Linked DNA regions of Bombyx mori: region 1 is linked to region 2. A link is a contact called in public Hi-C data. All regions are on one chromosome and are shown on one strand. Each heading gives the region's core, a stretch centred on a gene start, on an enhancer-like site or on the middle of the called end of the contact. The rest is flanking DNA. Distances are from core to core; before and after follow the strand shown. Region 1 holds the start of LOC101746595 (nuclear pore complex protein Nup153). Region 2 holds the start of LOC101745886 (atypical kinase COQ8B, mitochondrial).

What was found. A called contact is a pair of places that touch in the nucleus more often than the background predicts.
Region 1: a Hi-C map of middle silk gland shows a contact between it and region 2, with 2.2 times the contacts expected there. The contact joins the promoter of LOC101746595 here to the promoter of LOC101745886 in region 2. A contact is called at or near these places in 2 of 7 Hi-C or Micro-C datasets (middle silk gland and posterior silk gland).

The regions. Positions count from the first base shown.
Region 1 is chr1:5,069,110-5,071,854 of ASM3026992v2, forward strand. It overlaps LOC101746595 (nuclear pore complex protein Nup153), which reads left to right and starts at 1,412. Exons shown (of 8, transcript XR_001140119.4): 1 at 1,412-1,811.
Region 2 is chr1:4,856,543-4,859,242 of ASM3026992v2, forward strand. It overlaps LOC101745886 (atypical kinase COQ8B, mitochondrial), which reads left to right and starts at 1,311. Exons shown (of 9, transcript XM_038021735.2): 1 at 1,311-1,545.

The DNA.
Region 1 (2,745 bases), core at 162-2,661, 210 kb after region 2:
AACACTGGCGGGTGCGTGGATGAAATCAAGCGGCGTATGGCTATTTCGAGGTCAGCCATGGACAGGCCGAAGAAAATATGGGGAAATCGAAATATCACCAAAGCCACTAAAATCAGACTTGTAAGAGCGCTGGTCTTCCCCATTTTTCTTTATGCTGCTGAGACCTGGACATTGAGAGAAAGTGAGAAAAAGAGGATAGATGGTCTCGAAATGTGGTGCTGGAGAAGAATGCTGCAAATATCGTGGACGGAGTTCAGAACGAATCAGTCAATTCTACAGGAACTCGGCATCAAGCAGCGATTATCCTCCATCGTTCAGGGTCGCATTCTCACTTTCTTCGGGCATGTGTCGCAGCGTGGTGACAACTCAGTTGAGCGTTTTGTGGTGCAGGGCATGATATAGGGTATAAGACCGCGCGGCAGATCACCATTTCGATGGACCGACCAAATAAAGGCAGCTCTAAACGGTCCCGTTAACGAGTGCACAAGAAGGGCCGCGGTACGCGAGGAATGGCGACGCGGCGACGTCTGGTGAAGCGCGCCACCACCCGAAGTGATGATCACGACCACTCTGCCAAGAGTGCATGCGACTGAGAAGAAGATGTGCTTCGTTTTGAAAGGAGTTGTCTTTTTTCTATCGGAGTGTTCTTTAACTTTGCTACCGGTACTGATACTGTTAACTGTTACTTTTACACTGATACTGTTACACATGCTCTAAAATAGCATGTTAAAAAGCGTGCTTTTGAGTATGGTCAATACGAGCATGCTTATGAACAGCTTACATTTTCTAGCAATAGGCATTTCATTTCATTTCACTTCATATTATCATTTTTCATAAAAATAAGAATATCCTAATGTTAAGTGGTTACCGTTATAACCCATAGATAATTTAATATAATTTAAAATAAGACTTGACTTAAAAGTCTTAGTAACCAGGTCCTCAAATCCCTTAAAAATATATATAATTTAATGCGAAGACCATAGATTATACACTTAATATATTTGGCGAGGACTTTTTGCCGGGAACGCGAGGAGTGATGTTCTGTGATTTGTTTTATTTTGTCTATTTAGTCTTTCTTCAGGTTTAAATGTGTAATAACGGTGGTTTATTAACTTTTTAATATCTGTGAAAGTGCACAAATGTGGGAAATTGAAACAAAGCTGCTGGACGTAGCTTCTCGAGATCCTCCAAAAAGTCCACTGAAAAAATCTCAGTAAATGACCACCATTTTCTTGAGATTATATATAATCCCTTATCATATCACCTCATTTAATTTAATTTCATCTCAATTGATTAATGTCTCAAATTAATCGTCTTCATTTCATTTCACTCCATATTATCATTTTTCATAAAAATAAGAATATAAATTAAAAAAGACTTGACCTAAAGGTCTTAGTTACCAGGTCATAAAATACTTTAAAAAAAATTATTTTAATGCCAGCGGATGGATAGTTTTGGTTAATATTCTTCAAATTCATCCAATTTTGCGTTAAATTTATTATTAGTGAATTCAAATATAAATAAGTTTTATTGGTGGCGAGTGACATTCATGTTTTGTGATTATTACGTCCCACAAAGAGCCGTGAAAATTTGTTAGACCTCCCGTTGAGCACAGCATTTAATCTGACACTTTTAACGACGCCATGTTTGTCACGTTTTTGCCAGTTATGAATAAATTTAGTCAGAAATTAGATCTTTAATACGATACATTGAAAGTATTCATCAGTGCTGTAAGTTGATAAAAAATGAGTATGGTGTTTTCAAGAAGCAAGGAAAAGAGAACGCGTTCTTCTACTGGCAATTCTAACAGCGTAAGTACGCGCTTTGCTATTTCCATATATTTTCAGTCTACAAAAACTCCACACGCGTTATTGTATTTCCATGTTCAGCTTAGCGAATGGTGCTTATACTATAGTGGAGTCATCGCGAATTCGGATAAGCTCGCTTTTGCGATAGTCACGTCTTGTAGTAACAAGTTCATATGGTACTCGGTTTTGGATTTTTCCTCAATTGTAACACAAGTAAAATTAATCTACTCCCATAGATTTTTTTTTTGCTACTAATAATAATTAATTCATTTGAACCTTATATGAATTAATTATTACCATGAACTTTACTTTAGTATAATCTTAAATATAGTTAAATGTAGAAGAATTTTGCAAGGGTAAATATGTTTCGTTGAAATTTAGTTTGCCTGTTCAATGCACATGTTCATATATCATGAAAAGCTATTTATTTTAATTACATTTTATGAACTTTACAGGAAAACACTAAAGTTTTTATAAACTGGATTTATTCATAAAAAAAGATCAAAGCTTCTGGACAAAAAATAACATTTTTTCTTAAAGACCTTCTATTTAAGAACCTTAAACACTAAAACACTACGTTTTAACATTTTGATTTTCAAATATAATTGTCATGCAAATAAACAAAAAATATATAAAACAATTTACTTTTTATGGTCTAGGGAAAAATAATTATAAGTGACAAGAGTACTTGTTTTTGCCAGTGCCATATAATGATAATTTATGTAACATTAACCCTTATTGGCTACTTTAAAAAAAAAAAAGAAAAACCCAACAATATTCTGTAAAATGTGAAGTCACTTGGTGTCATCTTAGATTCAAAACTTGTCTTATTTTGATAGTTATATATAGCACAAAAATTATATTAAAACATAGGTAACAAAAGTAAAAAAAAAGTTATTGTAGGATCCCTCATCCATTTGATGAGGTGTGATCATCC
Region 2 (2,700 bases), core at 61-2,560:
TCGAGTGAGTTAAATTTTTGGCCGCCGCCTGATATTGTTGTTCTTTAAGGTAAGTATCGTATATCATGTCTCCTAATAGGCAGATGTTGAACAAAATCGTACTATGCTATAGACGAAAGTCAGAGGTGGAGGCAGTCAGGTTTGGATTATCGATCATCTTATTCAGAGAGATCGTTTAAAATCTTTGGGTCTAAAAAATATTTTCGGTGTTTTAAACCATATGTTCTACGGAGAGTATTCTAAATTGTAAAGTAACTCTAACCAAAATGATTAATACAAAGAGTATTCAATATTAAATTTTATATAAAAATGCCTAAACAGACTTTTCACTGATATAAGCCGTAAAGCTATCTGTCGAGTTTGTCATTACTTAGGGTGAAAATATAATTTTTATAAGTATCTATTCGAGTAGTTTATTTCTAAATTATTTAATGATTAATTAAATTTGCTTTTAGGGAAGTAGGAATTTATTTTTATAGCATGAGAAACCAAATATTAAACGTTATCATATATTATAAAGTTGCGTTTACGACTCACGCGGAACAATTGATCTCGATTTTCTTCCCTGAGATCAGCTTATTGGTTCGTTTCGATAAAAAATCGATCCTTTGTTCAAAGATTTCGATATGTCAACCGAGAAAACCGCCGTGTATAGTGTGTCTATGTAGGTAAGTATACGAAATTAAATAGAAAATTAGGGCACAAAATATTACTGTTTATCTATGACTATTGGGAGTAACACTTAGAGATTTTGTTCAAATTTAAATGTGTAATAACGGTGGCATTAACTGTTGAACATCTGCGAAAGGGCAGGAATATAGGGAAATGAAATAAAGGCATAGCTTCTTTCAGGCTCTTTCAAAAAGTCCACAAAGGTCTCAGTGAATAACCACCGTTTTACTGAGACTTTATTTCACCCGATTGCATCTCGTTTCATTAAATTTCATCCCAATTTTATTAAAGCCTCAAACTAATCAACTTCAGCTTATTTTGCTTCATACCTATTTTTACAGGGTGTCCCAGAACTCAACGTCAAGCCGAAACGGGGTGACAGGATTGATTGTAACCATCGTGAAAAAAATCAGAAAAAAAATATATGCCATGCAGTTTGGAAATTATGGACATTTAAGAAAAACCTAGAAATTTTGTCAAACTGTAACCATTTTTCGGCTATTGTGGTTAATTTTTATTATTTTTGTTCATTTAAACTTTGGAACCGTAGCCTGAACCTGAATACGATTTTAATGTGTTTGGTATAGTAATCGAATATCAATATCGTCAAGTATCGATTAAAGCGGTACTTTACTAGTACTTGATTATTGACATCTGTCAAATGGGATTTCGTAATTGGAATAGAGATTAAGTTGTGTTCTCAAATATTAAGTGTATAATCTATGCCGTATAATCTATGATCTATGAACTAGGTTACAAATTGAGATGAATCTTTCTCTAAAATTAGTAATTTGTGATTATTTTCTTTTCTTTTAAACTGATAAATATAAAGCTTAGGTTCACAACTTGAAATAACAATAGTACAAAATTTCAGTGAGTACATTTCGAAGTTTTAATAAACCTCACTAATACTAATTTTTTCTATGTTTTATTTAATGTTTACCTACGTATTTAAAAAAGAGTATACTAAATAATATTGGTAAAATTACAAATATAACATTTTTTCATTAAACCCTATAAAATACTTGTTTTATTATGCAATAATTTAATTAGCCTTGAATACTATTCTTTAAATTCTTTCGTTGCACACCCACAACACCATTCATAATAGTTAAATTCATGGAAACATGCTTACGCGCAGTTCTCACATGATGTCATCCTTACAGCTTAAAAATTTAATGCCAATTTAAAACCAAAAAGTTAAAATACATATATATCAGAATTTATATTATTATATAATAATATAATATTGCATTTGGACCATATTATCTAGTTGCTATTCAAAGTGTAAATTCTACTGTCAACTAAAACTGTATCTAACATAGCAGGTAACATACTGGCATTCTCATATTGAGTTTATTATGGTCTAGTAATTGAATTTCCTACCTGGTGTTATTTGCTTCTAGAGCCATAAATTATTAATCGTATTTTAAATGACATTGTTGAGGTTTCATTACATGACTATTTATGACTTACATGACTCTTTATGATAAAAAATGACTGAGTGATGCAAAACCGTTTTGAATGGCTTGCTTGATAGGTACTTAATTACTTACATAAAATAAGTTTTATTAATTAAACCTTCGAATTTTACTTTTAATTAATTAATTTAGTATTTGTTATATAAATTTTTAGTAGTGTAAGTAATTGTATATTAAAATAAATTGAATATTATTTTACATTGAATAATGCACTAGAAATATACTGGGTATAACATAATCGATCTTGAAAACTACTAAGGAAAAATAATACCTTAATACAGTGATTCTCAACCTTTTTTTTGTTGCGGCACATATTTAACGATTTCAAAATTTGGCAGCACACAAAAAAAAAGATAAAAATTATTTCCTTACTACAACACACTGCATAAATAGTTTATCAAAAAATTTTAATATACGAAATAAACTAAAATATACTATAATATTTTTTTTTGTGGATTTAAATATTTTCATGTTTAAAATATTTTTCTTTTAAAATGATATAAGTAATTTAATAATATTAACATTATTATAATATATGTATTCGCAA